2 separate regions of the Ovis aries genome follow, and region 2 is linked to region 1. A link is a contact called in public Hi-C data. All regions are on one chromosome and are shown on one strand. The core of a region is the stretch at or near the end of the contact, and the rest is flanking DNA. Distances in the headings are between cores, read along the strand shown. Region 1 overlaps TTC23L (tetratricopeptide repeat domain 23 like). Region 2 has its middle 53 kb from the start of C1QTNF3.

Region 1 (6,801 bases), core at 78-2,577:
ACACCCTAAATATCCTCCAATATTGACCTTGTCCTGCCAATATGCTTTCCTTAATAGCATGGCCATTCACCAAGTTGCTCAAGCTGGAAACTTCAAAGCCACCTTTGAATGGGCCCCTGGCTCCATTATACCTCACATATGATTGGTTCCAAGGTCTTGCGAATTTGAGACTCCATCTTCTCCATGTTCCTTCTACTACCGTTTTAGATAATTAAGGCTCTCAACATCTCTTCCTTGCACTATTGCATCTGCCTCCTAAATGGTCTTCCTACTTCTGTGGTCTCCCCAGGTCCCATCCATCCTTCCCAGGGCTGACAGTTAATGTTCTAAAGCCAGTAATTGATCATGGCACATCCTGCTCAAAACTTTGATAGTTATCTTCTGCCTACAGAATAAATTCTAAACTCATCAGCATGGCACACAAAACATCCTGTAACTGCACCCAAGTTTATCTTCTCAAACATCTCCAGCATGTTCCTATTGTTCAGTTTCAAAGTCACGTCTGACTCTTTGCGACCTCATGGACTGCCGCATGCCAGGCTTCACTGTCCTTCACCATCTCCCAGAGCTTGCTCAAACTCATGTTCATTGAACTGATGATGCCATCCAACCATCTCATTATCTGTCGCCCTCTTCTCCTCTTGCCTCAATCTTTCCCAGCATCAGGGTCTTTTCCAATGAGTCTTACTCATATACCTCCAACTACAACAACTCAAGGCCACTTGCTTTTCCTCAGAAATATCAAGCCTGTCCATGGCACTATGCTGTTGGTCGAGCTACATCAAATGCCCACTGCTGGCTTTCCTACCTGTTGATATTCTACCTTTCTTTGAAGACCCAGCCCCCTGCCCACAGCATACACACAAGTCTCCACCCACATTTCCGGGCTCACAATTTATTACTTGTCCTCTGTTTACATTTTTCTTAAAGCTTTACTGCAGACTAACTTGTAATCTAGTCCGGTGTGTCTGTTTTCTTGGAAAAGGACTGTATCTTAAACATCTGAGTATTTCTAGAGCTTAGAGGGAGCTTGATATATAAATGATTAAAACTGAAGTCCATTTGTGATTTAGGTAAAAGTCAGACTAAACAATCTCAATGTTTACTTCTAAATCAGATTTTCTGCACCTTTTCTATACACTAAGATCTTACTTGAGGCCTGTGCAACTAACAAACATTTAACCTTGGAATTAACTCCTAATTCATGCAGCTAGTTCTGCTTTCACTTCTTTGCAGAGGCTGCAGAAGCCAGGAATTTGGGCTCCTGGCAACGAAAGCCCAGTGAATGTTGTCACTGGGTTTCCGGAGGAGGTGGGGTAGAAAGCACAAGAACACATCAGAAAACTAGCAGAGTTCCAGGACATCTGGGGCTGATTATTCCAGCAAGATGCTCAAGCAAAGAGAACAATTCCTGGACTAGGTGTTTTTTTTTTTTTTTCTCTCTTTTTTTTTTTTTTTTCTCTCTTTTTTTTTTTTTTTTGACATCTGGGCTTTGGCAACGATTCCTATCGCTTTGCTCAGCAGTTCTTGAGGGATGAGATATGGACTTGTTTCAGGGAAACAAACCTTTACTGACTCAACTTCTGCTACAGCAGACTCCTTAAGATCCTTCCCCATCCATGTGTCTTCCTGGTATCTCTAGGTTTCATCAAATTTACAGAGAGAGGAATTAGTCTCCAAGAACCAAAAAAATTCATAGTACCTGGGATCTGAATCGGGTTATTCCACTGCCTCTTAATTTCTCCCCCTCATGACTGAGCGACTTTCACTTTCACACTGATTCTTTTCAAATCATGGAGGACGAAGAACACTGAGACCCTGGAAAGCGACCTCAGGCTACTGAGGCAATGGATCCACTCCAGCTATTCTGACATCTCTCTTTTTAAGCACAAGCTTAGTAGAACTCTTGCTTTCGGTTTTGAAGAAACATGCATCTCTTGTCTGAAACTACACATTTTACTCTTTTCGTTTCATTATTACCTCTAAAGTACAAAGTGTACTTTAGTATCTTCAGATTCAAATTCTCAAACACAAACATATTGTAATACTGTCTAACAATTAATCACAATTACAATTTCAAATATTCTGACCCACTTCCCTAGAAGCAAAAGGCTGTATATTACAGTATAATGGAGAGGAAAGGATGCTTGGCTAACATTTACTGAGTACATACCCTGTCAGGCACTAGCCTATGCATGTTATATACATTATTTTATTTAAAGTTCACAATAACTCTATGTGATATACAATTATCTGCATTTTAGTGATGGAGAAAGCAAGGCTCAGAAGTTAAGTGGTTTTCCCAAGGTTGTGTATAGTGAGTGGCAGAGGCAGGTTAAGATGACATGGCTGACTCTAGCAATGTATACTCTTTACCCATCACTCTTGCATGCTAAGTCACTTCAGTCGTGTCCGACTCTTTGCAATCCTATGGACTGTAGCCTGCCAGGCTCCTCTGTCCATGGGATTCTCCAGGCAAGAATACTGGAGTGGGCTGCCATACCCTCCTCCAGGGGATCTTCCCAACCCAGTGATAGAACCTGTGTCTCTTATGTCTCCTTCATGGGCAGGTGGGATCTTTACTACTAGCGCCACCTGGGAAGTAATAGGTGATAGCTGATCTATTATCTCCAGCATCTCAGAAAGATAATTCTTATTATAATTTTATTCTTATGCCAATATTCACTGAGTATTCAAGACCTGTCAGGTCCTGATCTAAGTGCTGTTTTACATGTGATTTTATTAAGTCTCAGAAAAACCCACTTTTCAAGGAAGGTACTGTTATTTTACTGATGAATAAATAGAGGCTGAGAGAGGTTAAGTAACCTCACCCAGGTCAGAGAGCTGAGTGGTGGAGCCTGATTTAAAATCCAGACAGCCTGCCTTCAGAGAGTAGGCTACCTTGCATATGAAGGGCACATTCTGGAGTGAGCTCTTCCTCCTCCTGGGTAGTTTAACTTGAACGTGATCGGTACTCAGTTCCACTATATGTAAAATGAGACTCTGGGGACATGCCTGCTGGCCAGGTGCCCCCATATGTATTCTCAAATTCCTCAAAGTCAGAATCCCTGTTTACAGAGTGAAAGGCAGTACATTTTTGAAATACGACAGGTCTGGGTTCAAATCTTACCACACTTACTGGCTAGATGATTTTAAACAAGATACTCAAACTTTCTGAGTACCAGTTTCACCACCTGAATATGAAAGATAAAAATACCTACCAAATAGGGTTATTTATGAGTCAGAAATAGTATATGTATTTTATAACACCAGGGGATTGGAATAAGTTCTACATTACCGTTATTATTAATGTTCTTATGGTTTCTGAACATTTGAAGAACTATTCAAAAAAGATCTTCATGACCCAGATAATCACGATGGTGTGATCACTCACCTAGAGCCAGACATCCTGGAGTGCAAGGTCAAGTGGGCCTTAGGAAGCATCACTATGAACAAAGCTAGTGGAGGTGATGGAATTCAAGTTGAGTTATTTCAAATCCTAAAACATGATGCTGTGAAAGTGCTGCCTCAATATGCCAGCAAATTTGGAAAACTCAGCAGTGGCCACAGGACTGGAAAAGGTCAGTTTTCATTCCAATCCCATAGAAAGGCAATGCTAAAGAATGCTCAAACTACCGCACAACTGCACTCATTTCACATGCTAGCAACGTAATGCTCAAAATTCTCCAAGCGATGCTTCAAACAGTATGTGAACTGAGAACTTCCAGATGTTCAAGCTGGTTTTAGAAAAGGCAGAGGAACCAGAGATCAAATTGCCAATATCCACTGGATCATCAAAAAAGCAAGAGAATTCAAGAAAAACATCTACTTCTGCTTTATTGATTATGCCAAAGCCTTTCACTGTGTGGATCACAATAAACTGTGGAAAATTCTTAAAGAGTTGGGAATACCTAGACCACCTGACCTGCTTCTTGAGAAATCTGTATACAGGTCAGGAAGCAATAGCTAGAACTGGACATGGAACAATAGACTGGCTCCAAATCAGGAAAGAAATATGTCAAGGCTGTATATTGTCACCTTGCTTATTTAACTTATATGCAGAGTACATCACGAGAAACGCTGGCCTGGATGAAGCACAAGCTGGAATCAAGATTGCTGGGAGAAATATCAACAACTTCAGATATGCAGATAACACCACACTTATGGCAGAAAGTGAAGTACTAAAGAGCCTCTTGATGAAAGTGAAAGAGGAGAGTGAAAAAGCTGGCTTAAAATCCAACATTCAGAAAACTAAGATCATGGCATCTAGTCCCATCACTTCATGGCAAATAGATGGGGAAACAGTGAGAGACTTTATTTTTCTGGGCTCCAAAATCACTGCAGATGGCGATTGCAGCCATGAAATTAAAAGACATTTGCTCCTTGGAAGAAAAGTTATGACCAAAATAGACAGCATATTAAAAAGCAGAGACATTACTTTGCCAACAAGGGTCCATCTAGCCAAAGCTGTGGTTTTTCCAGTAGTCATGTATGGATGTGAGAGTTGAACTATAAAGAAAGCTGAGCACCACAGAATTGATGTTTTTGAACTGTGGTGTTGGAGAAGACTCTTGAGAGTCCCTTGGATTGCAAGGAGGTCCAACCAGTCCATCCTAAAGAAAATCAGTCCTGAGTATTCATTGGAAAGACTGATGCTGAAGCTGAAACTCCAATACTTTGGCCATGTGATGCAAAGAACTGACTCATTTGAAAAGACCCTGATGCTGGGAAAGATTGAAGGTGGGAGAAGGGGAAGACAGAGGATGAGATGGTTGAGTGGCATCACTGACTCAATGAACAAAAGTTTGAGTAAAGTGTAAGAGCTGGTGATGGACAGGGAGGCCTAGCATGCTGCAGTCCATGGGTTCACAAAGAGTCAGACATGACTGAGCAGCTGAACTGAACTGAACTGAACTGATGGTTATTGACTAAGAGGACATACTTTCACATACACCAGTGGGCAGGGGGCAGAGTTCCCCATATCCCCTCCTACCATGGGCATCTCTGAGAGAGGCTAGCGAACGTGCTGTCCTGGGTAAGATGAAACATGAGACAGTCTTCTGCTGGGCCTCTTTTAGGTGTGGCTCTGACTGAGATAGGTGGGGACAAGACAGGCTGCATGAATTCTCTGTGTCCAGCTTGTCCCCCGCCTGGCCAACCTGATGAGAAAGTACTAACTATGAATCACCTCCAATGAAATGCAATCAGAATCCTAACTCTCACCCAATAATGACACCCTTCTTTGTTAAAGGGCTCTAAGGGGAAAGCACATGGCCTTTAGAATCACATTTGCTTGGATCTAAACCTCCAAGACTTACATGAATTTAGGCATGTTCCTTTACAGAATATCAGGCTCCTTCTGGCAAATGAGAGCTATCGTGTAGGGTGTTTGTGAGGCTTAGGTTCTTTATGGATAGGACCTAGGTCAGTTTCAGGGATTTAACACACACTCAGATCAGTCCTGGGTGTTCTTTGAAAGGAATGATGCTAAAGCTGAAACTCCAGTACTTTGGCCACCTCATGCAAAGAGTTGACTCATTGGAAAAGACTCTGATGCTGCGAGGGATTGGGGGCAGGAGGAAATGGGGACGACAGAGGATGAGATGGCTGGATGGCATCACCGACTCTATGGACATGAGTTTGAGTGAACTCTAGGAGTCGGTGATTGACAGGGAGGCTTGGTGTGCTGCAATTCATGGAGTCGCAAAGAGTCAGACACGACTGAGCGACTGAACTGAACTGAACTGAACACACACTCAGCAAAAGAGAACAGTTCAGGATCAACATCATTCTGAAATGAACAAACAGCAATGATATGCCAAGGATAAATAAAGGGGCAGGTCGGCACAAAACACTGTCTTTGGCTGAAATTTTAAACAGTTTTAAAAATGAATCTGAAGAGTTTCTTTAATTATTACTTTTGGAGACAACGTTAATATTTCCTGCCTCCCGCAAAACTTGCCTTATGTTTAGGGACTTAGATTTTATATATTCAGCAAGAAAAGAAAGTTTAATGTGTTCACTTACTTTGTCATAAAGCTAATTTGTATCTATCACGCTGTTAGCTGAGACAGTCTTGTGGGATTTGGTTATAACGTTCAGCATTGAAGGAGATATAAATACTAAATATTATTTCAGCAGACCCCTATAGCTTTGGGTTCGAAAGACTACTAGAAATTGGCTAGGTACCTCCAGGTTAGAATTTGACCTCATCCAAAGTACAGGTTGGCATTTTGCCTAACTAACATGAATAATAGAGGTGAATCACCCCAAATAAATGAATCTGCAAGAGGCCATGCTATCCGTATATCCACACTGAAGACTTGGTTGGTGACCAGGGCCAGAACTCACCTCTGCATTAGGGTCAGGAGGTTTTTTGTGTCTCTGCTTTTCCTGTGCTCATCTCCATATATAAGTATTTGAATCATCAGACACTGCAGGCAAGTTGAGAAACATAATAGGTTAAAGAGAATCAGATAGCAAGCACCTTAACTATAAATCAAACTCAGGAGAGCACAAGTGGAACTGAGATGTCACAGGTTTACATTTCAAATCGTTTCCTCCTGGTTCCCTACTAAGGAGGAAGGAGTCTGAGCTGAAGGCTCTGACCCCTCTGAGCTTCTCCCTTCAGCTTTGCTGAAGCTTCCCCTACCATCTGTGGCTATGAATAATCAAAGTAACAGGTCTGAAAACTGACAGCATGCCTATCTAAAACCCAGAGTGGTCTCCACCAGAATTACAGCCGTGGTTTCCATCAGGATTTTCCAAATAGCTGTAACCAAATGGATGGATATAAAAGAA
Region 2 (6,314 bases), core at 835-3,334, 410 kb after region 1:
CTACAAGTTAGAGAACCTCTAGCCCAGGAGATTTCCAAGTACTCTGTGAACCCAGAGGGTTCTTTCAGTTCAGTTCAGTTGCTCAGTTGTGTCCAACTCTTTGTGACCCCATGAACTGCAGCACGCCAGGCCTCCCTGTCCATCACCAACTCCCGGAGTTCACTCAAACTCATATCCATCGAGTCGGTGATGCCATCCAGCCATCTCATCCTCTGTCGTCCCCTTCTCCTCCTGCCCCTAATCCCTCCCAGCATCAGAGTCTTTTCCAATGAGTCAACTCTTTGCATGAGGTGGCCAAAGTATTGGAGTTTCAGCTTTAGCATCAGTCCTTCCAAAGAACACCCAGGACTGATCTCCTTTAGAATGGACTGGTTGGATCTCCTTGCAGTCCAAGGGACTCTCAAGAGTCTTCTCCAACACCACAGTTCAAAAATATCAATTCTTTGGTGCTCAACTTTCTTCACAGTCCAACTCTCACATCCATACATGACCACTGGAAAAACCGTAGCCTTGACTAGATGGACCTTTGTTGGCAAAGTAATGTCTCTGCTTTTGAATATGCTATCTAGGTTGGTCATAACTTTCCTTCCAAGGAGTAAGTGTCTTTTAATTTCATGGCTGCAATCACTATTTGCAGTGATTTTGGAACCCCCCAAAATAAAGTCTGACACTGTTTCCACTGTTTCCCCATCTATTTCCCATAAAGTGATGGGACCAGATGCCATGATCTTAGTTTTTTAGGGCTATTCAAATGTTTTATCCTGATTTCACCTGAAAATATATTTTAGCTTGTGATAAAAAGTGCTATTAAAATAGGTACTCAACTATCACAATGTTGTTAATCAGCTATACTCCAATAGAAAAATAGAAGTTTAAAATTTAAAAAGTATATATATGCTCAAAGTCATTGACCCACTCAAATGCACTAATTTATGCTGCCTGATTCGCTAGTTTTGGGGGGATTGTTTTGTTTTTGATGATACGAGATTAAAACCCACTCTGCCCCAGTTAAGTAGTGCTCTGGATTGGCAAAGCGTTATTGAAAACAAACAAAGCAAAATAAACAACAAAAGAAAAAGAAAGAAAAAGACCATTAGTATTCACACTCACTTGTATTAGGATCTTTGTGATTGCTGCTGCTGCTGCTAAGTCACTTCAGTCGTGTCCAACTCTGTGCGACCCCATAGATGGCAGCCCATCAGGCTCCTCTGTCCCTGGGATTCTCCAGGCAAGAACACTGGAGTAGGTTGTCATTTCCTTCTCCAATGCATGAAAGCGAAAAGTGAAAGTGAAGTCACTCAGTCGTGTCAGACTCTTAGCGACCCCATGGACGGCAGCCTACCAGGCTTCTCTGTTCATGGGATTTTCCCGGCAAGAGTACTGGAGTGGGTTTCCATTGCCTTCTCTGTTGTGATTAGTGCAACTGAAATACATGCATAGATAGCCTTATTTCGTTACTTTGTAATAATCCAATGCATTTGAAGTTGTTTACATTTATGAATTTATACTGCATATTTACATCTGTTTTATAGAATTCTGGGGATAAAATTGGGTGTTACTAATAAATAATTGGACATAAATTCTAGCAAACTCTGGGAGATAGTGAAGGACAGAAAAGCCTGGTGTGCTAGTCTATTGGGTCCCAAAGAGTCTGACACGACTTAGTGACTGGACAACAACAAATAATCATAAAAATCCTCAAGTCAACTGCTTCACTCTGCAGAAGAGGAAACCTAGTTGCGAGTGGATGAAGCCCCTCATTGCTCACTGTGATCAGAAGCAAAGCCCAGATCTGGAACCTAAAGTTGACTTCTTTCCTCATGCAAATTGTCCAGATTTTTCTTTTTTTTTCCTGTTAAAGGTAGTTTACATTCTTACTGGTCCTCTTGCTGGCAAATAAATTCAGTTGTCTAAGTTGAATTTCTTTTTGTTTGAAGGTAGGAAAAATGTTACCAAATAGCCTTAAGTGTGTGTGTGTGTGTGTGTGTGTGTGTGTGTGTGTTTAAATTAACACAGAGAGACTCCAAGGACAATGGTTATAAACACAAAGCCACTGACTCATCGCAAAGTTGGGAAAGAAGTTTAGGGCTGAGCAGAGTCATAGTTCTATTGTCTGGCCTCTGAGCCCCTGCTGAGGGCCAGCGTCATCAGCGGCTGCGCTGAAAGCCCATTGGCACTGTTAGTTTTGTTTCTTGTCAGGCTCTCTGACAGGGTGATGTGAAGGAGGCTGCAATAGGTACCTGGCTCTCCCCTGCCCCAAATCTCCACTCCATCCCCACCCCACAACCCATCCTGAGGTCTGCTCTTTCCTTTCTCCAGAATCACCCCTTGGCTAGGATCACAGGTGGGGAAACTGAGGCTGTGATTGATGTAGGAGATAGATGGGCTCCAGGTTAGATATTTACAACTGGCCTCCTGTTTGCATTACACGGGGCACAAAGAAGTGGTCTTTGGCCTGGATTCTTAAAACTGTTAGCATTTTCTGAGACAAGAGACAGGTGGGCTCCAGTTAAGGCATTTACAATCACCTTCCTGTTTGCCCTCTGTAGTGGAAGTAACAACAGAAACAGGGTAAATAGCCAATGTTTGTCTCTTGTAAACTCCTTAAGGTAATAGTCATGGCAATAGTCAGGGAAATAGTCATGGCGAAGACAAAGAGGGGCAAAACTTCATTTGAATAAAAGATTAAGGGAGCTCCGCTCTCCCCTCTTTTGGGACAAAGGAGACCCTGCACACCCACAGGGAGGCTCCTTGTGGGTCAAAAGTCAGCCGATAACGCCAGGCCATAATGAGCCTTGCTCCTCCCAGAAGCCTTCACTTCAAGATCCATCTTGGCTGAGGGTTGCATGCCCACCTGGGGAGTGCCCCAGGGTAGCTCAGGTGTGGAAAAAGAAACCAGATACTTGGCATGAAGAAAGACAAAGACCCAGAAGAACTGACCTATGTAAATGACGTAACTGTCCCCTTACTGCAGGCCTCCTCACTAGGAGGGATGCCCACACACTTTCTCTCGGGGTGTGGCTCTGTGCCTTGCTTCTGTCCTAAGTAAACCAACTATTTCTCTGCCTGCTCTCCCACTTGTTGCTGTGCTATGTCTCTAATAATAAACTTTGTACCTGCATTTACAGTGTCTGCCTCCCTGATAAATGCATTTTTCACTGGGGGAAAAGATCCAGAGGAAAATAGCTTCTAGCCTCTAGCCCTTGCTGGTCTGGTGGCTAGGATCCCTGGTTCTCATCCAGGCTTTCCAGGTTCAGCTCCTGGGCAGGTGATGAAGATCTTGCTTCAGGCCATCGCTCACTGCTGCCTCGTCAAGATCACTACAGGAAGGATAATTTCCTCAGCTCATGGAGACCGTAGCTGGCAGGACAGGACTGAGAGGCCAAAGTCTGGGCTTTTCCATCATCAGTGGGGCCTCTGCAGAGGCTCCAATGTGGCTTTTCAGAAATGGGGTACATTGGTGTCAGCCTGTGGGAGACATGGCAGGTCCCAAGTGGGCTACAGGAGTTTCTGTAGGACCAGAATGAGTGTTTCTGGTGGAAGAAGGAGCAAACTGGACTTTGCTTTGCATGCGGCCCCATTCCTTCTATGGCTTGTTACTGCAGCCAGGACACCCCTCTGCCCCTTCCTTTTCCTCCTTAACCCTCCCTAAGCATCCTTTTACCCTCCCAGTCCGCTAGTAGATCTTCTCACCTTTCCCTTCTTCCCTTCTTAGGTAACTTACTGCACTAAGCCCCTGGTTGTTTTACATGATCAGATAAAAGAACTAGTCTTACTGGCTCCAGCAGGTCCCATCTGCTTGTCACTGATCATGACCCGAAGTCGACGCTTGGAGGGGGAGCTGTGCACCGGCAGGACGAGAAGGTGAGGATGAAGAAAAGAGCAAATATGCCAGTGAGGCACACACTCAGTGGGTGGCTCTGCTTCTTCCCTGCTCAGAAAATGGCATCAAGACATCCCCAGCTGACTGGTGGTAGAGTCTTCCAGAACTTGGTTGGCCCCATCTTTCCATCGATGTCTCTGTGATTTGTAATCATGTGATTCCTGTTCGTCTTGTATGACTTCAGGCCTTTTTATTTTTGGCGGTGACACTCAGCATGTAGGATCTTAGCTCCCCTGTACCTCCTGCAGTGGAAGCTCAGAGTCTTAACACTGCACCAGCAGGGAAGCCCACAGGCCATATTAATTAGTCCGCAATGGAGTCACAGTAGCCAAGCTAAGCCTCCAAGATGGTTGTTTTGAAATGTTCACTGTAGGACTATGAGTGTCTTAGAATGGTACGCTAACAGTGTTACTTTATTTTTTAATTTGTTTTAAAACTTTTTTTTTGTATTGGGTTATGCTCAGTCACTCAGTTGTGTCCGACTCTCAGTGACCCTATGGACTGTAGCCTGCCAGGCTCGCCTGTCCATGGGATTCTCCAGGCAAGAAGACTGGAGTGGGTTGCCATTTCCTTCTCCATGTATTGGGGTATAGTCAATTAACAAACAATGTTGTGGTAGTTCAGGCAAACAGTGAAGGGACTCAGCCATACATATACGTGTATCCATTCTCCTCCACTCCCCTCCCATTCAGGCTGTCAGATATCATTGAGTAGAGTTCCAGGAGGTCCCTGTTGGTTATCCATTTTAACTATAGCATGTGTACATGTCCATCTCAAACTCCCTAACTAACCCTTCCCTCCATCCTTCCCCCTGGCAACCATAAGTTCATTCTCTAACAGTGTTACTTTAGATCAGAAATGTGATGGATGGAAATTCCCTGGCAGTCCAGCGGCTAGGACTCAGTGCTCTTGCTGCCAAGTGCCAGGGTTCAATCCCTGGTTGAGGAACTAAGACCCCACAAGCCCAGTAAGGTCCCAGTAAGATCCCCCCCACCAAAATGAAAGAAATTTGATGAGCAATGTATGTCAAAGGAGCAACTGATAGACAAGACCCTATCCCCTGGGGCATAACCACTGCTTCTTAAAAAGATACCCCTGAGTCCAGTGACTTGAAGGTTCTTCTCTGGAGAACCCACTCCAAGCTGTTACAGGTGGAGCTGCTGGAGGCTCCCTAGGAGCAGAGAGTGAACCCGCTGATGCCTGTCCTGGGGCCCGCATCAGACCAGAGAGCCCTATTCTTGCTAAGACCTCCTTCTCAGACTTCTTGAAGCAGCTGGTTACCCCCTTTCCTGTTCTCCCTACTTGAACAGACCTGTGTTGTGTAATAAATGTATGCAATAAACTGAGTAATTGGTGACCTGGATATTGGCCATGTTTCATGGGTCTCCAGTCCTGTGATTCTCACCTGGTCTTACTGCTGGGCCTTGTGACCTACAAGCGTGCCAAGACAAAGAAAGAATTCCCAAATCCCATCTGCCTTCAACGTAAGAGCCCATTTAGGAGCAATTGTGTTTTGTCCCTTTGACTACAAACAGCAGGTGGTTATCAAAGGGGCAAAATAATTTTCCTCACAAAGACAAGAGATTACAGTGTAGGAAGCAGATGGTTTTCCTGAAACTCGAATTCGGCAGGGTAAGAATTGCCCTTAGGTCACATTAGCCCTAAAAGGAGGAAAACCGAGACATTGCTTCAAGATGCACAATCAATACAAGTATTTTTCTTGGAAGAAAAGCTATGACAAACCTAGGCAGTGTATTAAAAAGCAGAGACATCACTTTGCTGATGAAGATCCATACAGTCAAAGCTGTGTTTTTTCCAGTAGTCGTGTATGGATGTGAGTTGGACAGCCTGAGTCCTAACATGGCTCCCTAACCAGGACAAAATAGCACAGCCTATGTGTCAGTTTCCTCATGTATGAAATGAGGAGGAGCTGAGGAATTAATTCATATAAGAGGCTTAGAAAAGTGCCTGGAGAAGAGAGCGATTAGTAAATATTAGTTTAACTGTTATGTGAGATAGGCTGGATTGGCAAGGGTAATGAAGAAAGCACTTTATTTTTCTAACTGTCCTTATAGAGCCACCCCTGAGATTCGTGCTTCGCTGCCCACATGCTTCCCTTCCCTCCATCAAATCTGATGGAGATTTGATCTTACTTTACGATATTGTATTGGTTTTGCCATACGACATGAGTCCGCCACAAGTGTACACTTTGTTCCAAGACTGGAGAAGGAGCTGGGTTCAGGAAAAAGAGGAGTTCCAGCAGCCTGGACATGATTGCCATCTAGTGATTATATAGGATAACAGCATTTGCCCACAGACCTAAGGCTCAGTATTCTTTGTTTCGCTCTTTTCTGGAGAAATTCAAAATAGTAGAAATACACCACATAAAATAACAAAGATGGGAAAGATAGCCTACTCCAAAAACAGAATT

Evidence for each region. Hi-C and Micro-C count contacts between places; a contact is called where the count stands out from the background.
Region 2: a contact with region 1 is called in a Hi-C map of tail adipose tissue, with 10 times the contacts expected there. The contact joins two enhancer-like sites. A contact is called at or near these places in 7 of 16 Hi-C or Micro-C datasets (blood, liver, mixed tissues and 3 more).

The regions. Positions count from the first base shown.
Region 1 is chr16:39,417,939-39,424,739 of ARS-UI_Ramb_v3.0, forward strand. It overlaps TTC23L (tetratricopeptide repeat domain 23 like), which reads right to left. Exons shown (of 13, transcript XM_042233889.2): 11 at 6,352-6,434. Among named protein-coding and RNA genes, the nearest start is that of RAD1, 20 kb to the left of the region's middle. Within about 2 kb of position 1,328, at least 1 of the 54 cell types and tissues checked has an H3K27ac peak or open chromatin away from gene starts, as enhancers often do.
Region 2 is chr16:39,828,702-39,835,015 of ARS-UI_Ramb_v3.0, forward strand. No RefSeq gene overlaps it. Among named protein-coding and RNA genes, the nearest start is that of C1QTNF3, 53 kb to the right of the region's middle. Within about 2 kb of position 2,085, at least 3 of the 54 cell types and tissues checked have an H3K27ac peak or open chromatin away from gene starts, as enhancers often do.